2 separate regions of the Sus scrofa genome follow, and region 2 is linked to region 1. The links are chromatin contacts, called in public promoter capture Hi-C maps. All regions are on one chromosome and are shown on one strand. Each heading gives the region's core, a stretch centred on a gene start, on an enhancer-like site or on the middle of the called end of the contact. The rest is flanking DNA. Distances are from core to core; before and after follow the strand shown. Region 1 holds the start of ACADM (acyl-CoA dehydrogenase, C-4 to C-12 straight chain). Region 2 holds the start of TYW3 (tRNA-yW synthesizing protein 3 homolog).

The links. Promoter capture Hi-C pulls out the DNA fragments that hold promoters and counts their contacts.
Region 2: a contact with region 1 is called in a promoter capture Hi-C map of liver, with 11 times the contacts expected there. The contact joins the promoter of TYW3 here to the promoter of ACADM in region 1. A contact is called at or near these places in 3 of 5 promoter capture datasets (fetal liver, fetal skeletal muscle and liver), 5 of 47 Hi-C or Micro-C datasets (heart right ventricle, liver and skeletal muscle) and 2 of 2 datasets of contacts at active chromatin or transcription factors (alveolar macrophages and skeletal muscle).

The regions. Positions count from the first base shown.
Region 1 is chr6:137,571,881-137,577,739 of Sscrofa11.1, forward strand. ACADM (acyl-CoA dehydrogenase, C-4 to C-12 straight chain) reads right to left here and starts at 3,664. Exons shown (of 12, transcript NM_214039.1): 1 at 3,630-3,664. The coding sequence starts at 3,659.
Region 2 is chr6:138,432,242-138,438,100 of Sscrofa11.1, forward strand. It overlaps TYW3 (tRNA-yW synthesizing protein 3 homolog), which reads right to left and starts at 3,054. Exons shown (of 6, transcript NM_001044583.1): 1 at 2,809-3,054. The coding sequence starts at 2,982. It overlaps CRYZ (crystallin zeta), which reads left to right and starts at 3,164. Exons shown (of 10, transcript NM_001044584.1): 1 at 3,164-3,212.

The DNA.
Region 1 (5,859 bases), core at 2,414-4,913:
TAGGGAGCAACAACAGGCTGTTATTATACTATGTTCTAGAGTTGCCTAGTCCATCAACTTTTTTTGTTCTTGTTTTGTTTCTCTTGGGGCTGTATCTACAGTATATGGAAGTTGCCTGGCTAGGGACTGAATCTGAGCTGAAGCTGTGACCTACACCACAGCTGCAGCAATACTGGATCCTTAATCCACTGTACTGGGTTGGGGTCTGAACCAGTGCCTCCACAGAGAGAAGCCAGATCATTAACCCACTGCACTACATTAACCATTAACGTTGATACCGTCCCTGTGAGCCTCCCAGGCGTGCCTCTAGGAATTTTCTCCTTGGAGGATCCCATTTTCTAAGATATCTCACTTTAACAAAATAAATAAGACAAAACCAAGTTCTATATGTTCTGCTGTTCTCTGGAAGTATTCTCAAAATATTCTAAGCCAGGAGTCAGCACACTATGGTACCAACCAGTTTTATAAATAAAATTTTACTGGAACACAGCCATACCATCTTGTCTATTTCTGCTTTCATAGCAGAGTTGTGAAACCATATGGTCCACAAAGTCAAAAACAGTTACTGTCCCTTTACAAAAAGTTTGTCAACTCTACTATAAACCATTAATATACTACTTGTCTTACTATCTGAAATATACTTATATTTCTTCAAAAACATAAAAATATGGTATCATTGCTTTGCAAGCCATTTTTATACCCTTAACAGTTCAAGGTACACAAAAAGTAACCACTTACATTTATTAAAGTTATCAAACTGGAAACCATACTGGAACTTTTGAGTAATTGTTTAAGAACAGCCAAAATTACACAATTTACACTTCAAGTATTTTTGATGAAACTATTTCTAGGCAATTCTAGTAAGCTAGACATTGAAAGAAAAGAGAAACTCAACAATATACTAAAAGACCAAGGACTGAACTTGCTTATGTTTTTCAAAATCTGTGAAAAGAAACCATCCACTTTGACAGCTGTCTATCTGGCAACTTCAGCTTGTAAAGAGAATCACCTACATTTAATGTGACAATAATAGGAGTTCCCGTTGTGGTGCAGTGGTTAACAAATCCAACTAGGAACCATGAGGTTACGGGTTTGTTCCCTGCCCTTGCTCAGTGGGTTAACAATCCGGCGTTGCCGAGAGCTGTGGTGTGGGTTGCAGAGGCGGCTCTAATTCCTTGTTGCTGTGGCTCTGTTGTAGGCTGGTGGCTACAGCTCTGATTAGACCCCTAGCCTTTGAAATCTCCATGTGCCACGGGAGCGGCCCTAGAAAAGACAAAAAGACAAAATAAATAAATAAATAAAATAAAGGGACAACATAGGAGTTCCTGTTGCGGCACAGTGGAAACAAATCTAGGAACCATGAGGGTTTGATCCTTGGCCTCACTCAGTGGGTGAAAGGAATCAGGATTATTGCTCTGACATTTATATTAAGAGCTCATGCTATCAACCACTTTGCTGTATCAATCCTTCAATTTAGTATCCTAATTGGTTATTAGATTCTATAAAGAAAAAAAAAAATCCCAGGAAAAAGACCAAAAACTTGACTCTTCTAAATGTATGTTTAGATAGCACTGCATGAAAATTCTAAATTCACCAATACAGGTAAAATGGTGAGCTGAAAGACTTTAAATAAGGGATTATTACTGTATTTAAAATAATTTACAAAAAATTTCTATATGGTTTTTTTAGGAAAACATGTTACACTGAGTACAAAGGTTGCTAAAGCCAAGGGCAATTCCCAGAGACCTGCAATTAACTTCTTTTCAAACCTGGAAAATGGGGCCAATATTGGGTAATTAATGAGATGATCAGGGTTTTTTTTTTTTTTTTTTTTTTTTTGGCTTTTTAGGGCTGCACCCGAAGCATATGGAGGTTCCCAGGCTAGGGGTCTGATTGGAGATACACCTGCCGGCCTACACCACAGCCACAGCAATGCCAGATCCAAGCCAAGACTGCGACCTACACCACAGCTCATGGCAACGCCGGATCGTTAACCCACTGAGCAAGGCCAGGGATAAAACCAAAACCTCGTGGATTTGTTTCTGCTGAGCCACGACAGGGACTCCTAAAATCATTTTTTAAATCCCCCAATTTCTGCCTGGAGTTCTCATTGTGGCTCTGTGGTAACAAAGCTGACTAGAATCCATGAGGACTAAGGTATGATCTCTGGCCTCATTCAGTGGGTTAAAGGATCCTACCTGGTGTAGGGTGCAGATATGGCTCAGATCCCTAGCTGCTGTGGCTGTGGCATAGGCCTGCAGCTACAGTTCCAACTTCTCCTAGCCTAGGAACTCTCATATGCCTTGGGTGTGGCCCTAAAAAAAAAAAAAAAAAAAAAAATTCCCCCAATTTCTGCTGTCAGAGCCCATTAACGTATACAGCAATGACAAATACTGGACAACAGGCATTAGAATTATTCTAAACTCTAAAACTGCTACTATTTTGGTCGAGGACATAACTTTCTTAATTAAAATGAAGTTTAAGTGGCAGTCTTATGTGACTATATCAATAATATTTAAGACAGCAAAATATACCTAGTAACTCAAACAATTTAAAGTCTGTGAGGGAGTTCCCATTGTAGCTCAGTGGTAATGAACCCCACCAGTATCCATGAGCAAAGGACAAGAGCTCAAACCCTGGCCTTTGCTCAGTGGGTTATTGATCTGACGATTCTGTGAGCTGTAGTGAAGACACAGCTGGGATCCAGTGTTGCAGCTCTAATTCAACCCCAGCCTAGGAACTTCCATATGCCTCCGGGTAAATGAAGCCAACCCCCCCCCCCCCAAAAAAAAACAGGAGACAACACTAGGATATACAAAAAGCTTTAAGAAAAATTCTGCTGTAGGATTTTCTTTTAAAAAAAATTGTTTTTTGGCTGCTCCTGCTGCACAAAGAGGGCCAGGCATCAACCTTCCCCTCAGTAGTGACAACACTGAATCCTTAACTCACTAGGCTACCAGGGAACTCCATCCCCCCTTTTTGTAAAGGCACACAATGTGGAAGCGTTCCTCTCCTTCTTACAAAACCAAGTGTTATTAACCATATTAAATATCCTGAAGGGCAGCTGCTCCATTTTCCTTTTCCCCGTGACTTGGCAGACACCCAAGATTCAAGTTCATCTGAGTTGTGCACTTTCCAGTATACATCAATTGCAGAATGAAATTTATGACTTCCGTCCTAGGCTGGAGATAGCCGGTAGAGAATTTTCTCCGAGATACTACTCTAGTTCGGCAAAAACTGGGTGTAATTCTGTAATTCCCCGCCCAATTCGGAGATAGATGTACTTCGGTGTAGGATGGGAAATCTTTGGAAGGATCTCAGCCCAGAGAAAGAAAAAGGATATTCTGAAAAGTGGACGCCGCCTACATAGAGAGCAGGTGCCGAGGGGATAGAGTTAAGAGCGAAAACCCCAGAAGTATTCAGTCCCACAATGAGAGGAAGGGTGGGCGCGAAAGCCAGGCGAGGGCCTGTAATCCCAGCCGCTGCCCGGGATTGGGTAAGGAGAGCCAAGGCGCCCCGGAAGCAGAATCTCCCCCCACCCCGACCGCACCTATTTTCGGTCCAGGTCCCCCTCACCAAACATCGCAACCTCCATTCCCCACCCCGCCGAGCCCTGCCCTTCCTCTCACCCTGCAGCTTCGCCTAAACATCGCTGCCATGCCGCCAACCGGTCCGGTGACTCAATCTCTAAACCACCCTCTGGGTCAAGACCGCTTAAATTTGGTCGCATGACTCACCGGGCCCCGCCCACCCGCACCGAGCTCTGGGGCGGGAGGGGGCGGGGCCTGCGAAGAGAGTCTTTGAAAGGGACGTGGAAGACGGAACCCGCTGAGTGTGCGGGATTTAGCTGAACGCTCACTCTTGGCCTCGCCTACGCCGTGCGCGCCATCTTGGGAAGGGGTCTGGCGCGCTTCTGGGGCCTGACTCTTCCGCAGAGGTGGTTCCTGAAGAGGCCCCGCTTCCCACTAGGCCTTTGAGTTCAGACTACCCGCCCTCTTGGGGAGAAGCGGAGGCTGCCAGCGGTGCGGAGATGGAACCGCGAGGGGGAGGAAGCGGCGGAGGCGAGGATTAAGAGGGGGCCGGTAGGCTGGCGAAGAATCTGGGTCAAAGGGCAGTGACCAGGATCCTGGCGCAAAGACAGCCCCCGGGCTTTCGAACTTGACTTTTTTTTACTCTCTGACCCACCCAGATCGCTTCTGCTTTAAGGAGCCAAAAGTTCACATTGCTGGACTCAAGGCGAAGACTGTTCTGTGCTTAAAATTTAAACAGTGGGAATCTGAATCACTTAAGTAAATTTGATTTTACAAATAGCCCTAGGGCTGTCTATTACTGTTTACGTGTGTGGGTGTGGAGAAAGGTTTTGGAAACAAGGGTGTAAGATGAAGCCTTATCTAAAAGCTCCTAGCTTAGCGAGTTGGAAATAAATGCTTGAAGAATTCTATTTAAAGTCGCTCTCCCAGTTAGAGATAACTGTGATGTTACAAAGCCAGGGGATTTGTAAAGGTGATGTTACAAAGCCAGGGGATTTGTAAAGGTGTCCAGGCTTGGATGTCTGTTTGTGAAAACTAATGGAAGCCAAGTGTAAATGAAGAGTATTAACGTTTTCCAGAATTCCCAGAACTTTTTATTTTTATTGCTTCCATCCTAATTTAGGCTCTCATCCCTCCCCCCTAAATCTTGTTACTAACAACTCTTGACTAGTAAAGACTGTCTCAAAATAAATCTAAGACAGGTGTTCACTTTCTATATGCTGTTATTGTACCCCTCTACCAGAACCTTACACTTTGTCTTCCGGAAATATATGATGTATTTATTTGGACCGGGACAAGGCAGACTGTTAAATGCTAAATTAAAAGTACCGGAGAGGAGCTCCCTTTGTGGCACAGCGGAAATGAATCTGACTGGTATCCATGAGGATGTATATTCAATCCCAGGCCTCGCTCCGTGGGTGGGAGATCCTGCTGTGCTGTGAGTTGTAGTGTGGGTCAAAGACCAAGCTCGGATCCCACGTGACTGTGGCATAGCCTGGCAGTTGTAGTGCTGATTTGACCCCTAGCCTGGGACCTTCCTTATGCTGCCTAGGTGCAATCCTTGAAAAAAAAAAAAAAAACGTACCAGAAAAACTTGGAAAAGGGATAAGTCAGTTTGTCCTGGACTCTACAAGAAAAGCCCTCAAAGAGGTAGGTAAAGCATAAAATGGACTGTTTGAAATGGATTGGATTTGGCTATGCATGTCTTCTTTTTTTCCAGTTTCTTATTCTGAACGTTTTAAGCACAGAAAAAATGAACAGAAACTACAAAGTCACACATATGCCCATCACTAAACTGAACTTGTTTATGTTTTTCAAAATCTGTGAAAAGAAACCATCCACTTTGACAGCTGTCTATCTGGCAACTTCAGCTTGTAAAGAGAATCACCTACATTTAATGTGACAATAATAGGAGTTCCCGTCGTGGTGCAGTGGTTGACGAATCCGAGTAGGAACCATGAGGTTGCGGGTTCGATCCCTGCCCTTGCTCAGTGGGTTAACGATCCGGCGTTGCCGTCAGCTGTGGTATAGGTTGCAGACGCGGCTCGGATCTTGCATTGCTGTGGCTCCGGTGTAGGCCGGTGGCTACAGCTCCGATTGGACCCCTAGCCTGGGAACCTCCATGTGCCATGGGAGCGGCCCAAGAAATAGCAAAAAGACAAAAAAAAAAAAAAAAATGAATGTGGGTGTCCAGTTGTTACAGTGTCACTCATTGCATATCTAATCTAAAGGAAAAGTGTTTGCAATTTTCAAAATTTGAATCTATGATACCTGATATTATTTGAAAACTCTTCTGGAACCTATTGTTTGGTGACTTAATTGAAGATCT
Region 2 (5,859 bases), core at 1,804-4,303, 860 kb after region 1:
ATTTTGTCAAGAGAAAAGGGATTACTAAAAGTGGTTGTACACTAGTAGCCCCTAAGTTGTACTCTAGCTGTTTTATGTGACTGGCACAATATTAAAGAAAAAAAATTGAATTCCTTTTTTAAGAAAGCACTGCCCCAATCCCACATAGGACCTACTACTTTTTACTGACACCTCATCTGTACCTAATCACTGCAGGCATAAATTTGTGACCTCTGGATTAGCCTTTATATGAAGTCCCAAGGGGCAGAGCTAAGATCAAAAGGTCAAAATTTCAAGAAGGTAAATATTTTAAGAGAATTTTTTGCTTATTAACTGGAAAAATATTTATTTGCCAAGTTCTATTAGGTATTTCGGATATAAACAGATCCTACCCTCAAGGACCCTGGAAGGAGGATGCAGGAAACCACATGCACTTTTAAACGATTACACTTCTGCTAAGTCATTTCTTATACAATGGGTACACGGAGAATTCACTGTCTGGCCTTGGAAAAGAGAAGAGCTGTGCTTGTCCTAAATAACTGATTTGTTTTCATTGCATGATCTCAGTGACTATCTGATCTTATGGTGGCTGCTCTAAATCTTATAGCCAAAGAGGTGGCTAGCAAATTTATAGTCTACTGGTATGTTTTGAGAACTAATGTCATCTCTGCTTTATCTTACCTATACTCCCTTTACCCATATTTTCTCACTTTTTCTTTTTGTATTGCCTATTTGTAAGTTGGTCCAAATCCTTTGTGAAATAAGGCAAAGCGAAAATAAGTACAATATAAGGTACAAGATAATACATAAAACTGGAGTTCCCTGGTGGCCTAGAGGGTTGAGGATCCACTGTTGTCACTGTTGTGGCACAAGTTCGACCCCTGCCCAAGGAAATTCAGCATGCCATTGGCATGGCAAAAAAAAAAAAAAAAAAAGTTTATATATATATATATATATAAACAACAAGGTCCTACCACATAGGGAACTGTATCCAAATCCTAGAATAGACTGTGATGGAAAATAATATTTAAAAAAAGAATGTATATATTGGTATTTGCTATACAGGAGAAATTGGCACAACACTGTAAATCAACTATACTTCAATAAAAATTTTTTTTAAATCAACTGGAAAAAAAGAGGAGGGTGTGGACATAATGGGAAGAAAAATAAAAATAAAACGAATAAGAAAAAAAAAGATAATACATAAAATTAAAAGCAGTTCAGAAAAAGTCCTAACGCAGTTCAGAAGTAGTCACTGCTTCCACGTGGATGTGTGTGTTTTTGTTCAAGTGGGAAAGGGGAGTTTGGGAGGCATATCCGATATACCAAGATGGGGGAAACTGCTGGAAAAATAAACATGAGCAAAAGCAAAGGTAGGTAAATATCCAGAGGAAAAAGAGTATAGTTCAGTTTCAGTAACAGATTAAGATGAACAGCCATAGTGGGTAACAGAGGTGAAAGGTGTACTAGAGTATTTCAGCATAGATGAGTGACAAGCAGAGTACTGCTTTTAGAAAGGGGTATCTGTTAACAGTGTGTATGTAACATGATTTAGGGTAGAGGGACTGGTAGTTCAGTGACCCGTTAGGAAAAAACCCCCTACAGAAATCTAAGTAAGACAGGACAGTAGAAATGGGGGAAAACAGAGAGCAAGCTGAGCAGGAGTGCTCAGGAGGAAGCCATATAAGAATGAACAACAGGCTGGTAACCTGGGAAACCATCAAATGATCTGTCAGCGAGAGATTGAAAGAATGGGTTTATGAGTGTGCTGTCTTTCATGCTCTGAATTCAATCCTAATGTTAAAATTAACACACAGCTAACTTTTATAGTGCAGTTAATATGCCAGGCACGATGCGAAAGGTTTCAAATAAATTACCCCATTTCCTCTACATAAAATCCCTATGAAGTGGATACTCTTTATTATTCTTAGTTCATGGAACAGGAAGGGCCTATGTTTAGATAATTTCCCTAAATTCACATAGCCAGTAATTCGCATAACTGGTTTAGAATCTAGCAGTATCACTCGAAAGCCTGAGGGACTAACCACTATCTCAGACTATATACTACTGTACGCTTCAGGTAAGGTAAAAATTACCAGAGCTGTAACAACGGAGTGAACCACTAGGAGGCAGCCAGCTTCTTAATCAAGACAAACTACAAAAAGTTCACAATGATTTTGTTGAGCGGTTGACAAGAAGACAGACGCCTTGCCAAGCTGTAAAGTTTTAAAATTCCCTTAGTATTCCTCTAACTTTTGCAATCTAGAGCATCCCCAGGCCAACAGTTCCAGCATCACCTGGGGGCTTGTTAGAAATGCAGATTAGGCCCTTCCTAAACCTACTGAACCAGAATGTATTTTTAAATATCTCCAAGTGATTAAAAGACACATTAAAATGTTAGAAACACTGGTCTAAGTAACCCTCTCGTTTGCCTTGATAAAGAAACCAAGAAATTGCAATTGTGGAGCAGCGGAAACGAACCCCACTAGTATCCACGAGAATGCGGGTTCATCCCTGGCCTCTCTAGGTGGTGGGGATCCATAGTTGCAGTGAGCTGCGGTGTAGGTGGCAGACGCGGCCCGGATCTAGTGTTGCTGCGGCTGTGGTGTAGGCCGGCAGCTGCAGCTCCGATTTGACCCCTACCCTGGGAATTTCCGTATACCGCGAGAGCGATCCTAAAAAGCGGTGTGTGTGTGGGGGGGGGGTGGTGACCGAGACCACGAATCAGAAGGACAAAGCCAAACAAAGTGTTACACTGAGTAGGCACGGGGCTCCCGGTTTTGCACACTACAAGGCAGCCGCTGCAAAGACATCAAGAAGGGTCCTCACCTGCTCTAGAAGGATGATGCGGCCAGCGCAGGAACTGGTAGTGAAAAACTGTTCTCGACCATTCAGGAGCTGCACGATCTCTACCACATCCTCGTCCACACAGCCCTTCCGGCTGAAGTCCGCTTTGCTTAGACACTGCGCCTTCCATCTCTTGAACTCTGCCCTCCGATCCATACGACGAGAGAGCTAGGGTCTGTACTTTCACGTTAGCCTAGCCTTTCCCTGGGTGCAGCCATATTGTAGCAGCCAGTGGTGGCCGAAAAGGTCCAAACTACCTTTTCGGGCCCGCCCCTGGGGGCGGGGCGAGGTGGAGCCTGAAATCACAGCGCCGGCCGGGCCCGCCCCTTTCCCGCCTGACATCTGAGGGAATTGTCGCAAGTTTTGGTTTCTCACTCTAGACCCGGGTAAGTGGTTAAAGGAGTTTCCCCGCCGCTGGTCCTAAAGGAGCCGAGCTGAATTTTGACTGCACTCCTGCCCCGTATTCCGTCTTCCAGGGGAATCGGTGAATATGGAGTTGGTGGCTAAAGTCGTTCCCTTCCAGGGGCTGCAAGTCACCAAGGCAGTTTTACTTGCTGGTCCTGGGGGCTCAGCTTTACTTTCCAGCAAGGGTCATCGTTTCCGCCCCACTGCTGGGTGCCCGTTGATACTCCCCCGGCCTGCTCCCCGCTTGACTTCCCTGCACCCCTGCCCGGGCTGTGATTTCCTGCGGCCGCGCGCGGCCGCTGTGGCCCCCAGCCCACCGCCAGCTGGAGGAGCCCATTTCTCCTTTCGAGTTCCCATTGCTTTTCTGTCAGGCCTTTGCTCTTGCTTTGCTTTCAGAGTTGCCGTCTTACTTTTGGAGAGAAATGTGTTGATTTTTTTCACCACCACCCTCGTGGCCCCCAACGGGGAGGATCTTCAGAAGAATTAAAATTACATAATACTCTGTTAACATCGTTAAATATTAAACCAGTTCTTAGAGAAGACTTATCTCAGAGACCAAGGAAGGTGTGTTAATGATTGAACCACTTCAAGGCTAAAGTTTGCACTGTTTGTCCTCAGCAAGTGGAAATGGTTGCGTGATTCCCACCCGAAGCCACTGGGAAGCGCCACGCCTGTCTGGTCAGCAGAAATAAATTCCCCTGAGCTCTGCTCCCCCAGCTCTGCCAGTTGCAGAAGTCTTTTCATCAGAATACCTGGAGGGGTTTCGAATAATTATCTATTCAGCTCCTCCTCCACCCCTTCCTATCTGAAGTAGGGTCTGAGATCCAGGTCAGTGAAGTTACCTGACAAGGTCACCTAGCCAGAAGAGTTTTGTCTACTTTTAATTTTTTTCTAGGTTAAGACTAATAAATAATATACATACCCAAGTAATTCTTAATCAACAGAGGCACATTTTGTAATGATTGATTTTTCTTTACAAGTTTTTTTTTTTGCTAGATATTCTGATTTAAGTGTTATTTAAGAATTTCTTTTGCTTTTCTCATAATGTGCTTTTGCTTCAGCTTTGTGAACTGATCTGTTCATTCTGTGTTAAAATGGATTTCCAACAATTTCCGCTCCCTTTAATTTTCATTTAAGCATAGCTTGGAAGAGACCACTGAGAACAAATTTTAAATTCTGTTTTTCCTCCATTTGCAAAGTATGCTTGGCAACCTTCCATAGATGAAAAGTAAAACCAAACGTTAAACCAAGGTGCTGTAAATAATTCTTTATATTTGATAAATAGAAAAACCCATTTCAAGTTGAGCTTAATTAAAAACACACACACAGTGTGACAAGCGTGCTACTGACTGCACATGATTTATTCTGAAGAGTAGAGCTTAGAGCAGCCAGGCTGTTCTGAAGCACTCACCATGTGCTGTTGCAGTTAGTCTTCACAGGGATCCTCTGCTAGGGAGTGTTGGCCCCATTTTACAGATAAGGTAATTGTCAGTTTTCCTAATGGAATCACATCCTGTGTATCACTAGTAGATCCCTTAATTTATGGGCATTTGAAAATTTTCAGGGAGTTTCCATGATGGCTCGGTGGTAACAAACCCAACTAGTATCCATGAAGATGTGGGTTTGATCCCTGGCCTCGCTCAGTGGGTTAAGGATCCAGCATTGCTGTGAGCTGTGGTGTAGGTCACAAATGTGGCTTGGATCCTGCCTACACTGCTGTGGCTTTGCTGTAGGCCGCCAGCTACAGCTCTGATTTGACCCCTAGCTTGGGTACTTCCATATGCTACAGGTGCTGCCCTAAAAAGCTCAGTCCATCTCATTATCATTGTTACAAATTATGTATCTAAGAAATTAAAGGTCCTCAATGCCAGTATTTCAAAAGGTGAGATAAAAAGGATTGTACAGTAAAGGAAAAAAATACCTAACAACATTTAAGATGTGGGACTTGGGTTCCTACTCTGCTTCAGTGTGTCCCTGGTAAGTCTTTTTAACCCCTTGAATATTTTCTCTTACATACAATGGATAGACATTTTATTTCCACTTCTGCATATGATTAAATAGTGGTTTTATTTTCTTTTTTTTTTTCTTTTGCCATGCCTATGGCATACAGAAGTTCCCAGGCCAGGGATCGAACCTGTGCCACAGCAGCAAACAGAGCCACAGCAGTGACAGTGCTGGGTTATTAACCCCCTAAGCCACAAGGGAACTCCTAAATGGTGGTTTCGATGACCGTTGCTTCTCTACCTGTTGTGAAAATATTAATATCATGGATGTGAAAGATATACTTTTTAGAAGAAATCAGGTAATGCAAAAGTTTAAGAGTTATTATTAGTGTGTTGTGTTATTTTTATTTTTTTTAACATAGCACCTATATCATGAGGCAGATGATGACCTTGTGTTCAGTGAATAACAACCAGTTGAGAAGGTTTAAAGACAATGAGTGCGAATTAGAGCGTGATCAGTCATAGTGGCAGAGGCTCAGTGGGAAATAAGAGCACCAGAAGCAAAGTAGAGGTCTGGGCTGTGAAGGTGATGCCCAGTTTCCTTACAGATTCCGTGGGATAAAGGTGTAGTCCTGGGCAAGGTGGTGGGGAGGGGGCACTTCTAAATCCAGGATTAAGGATGAAT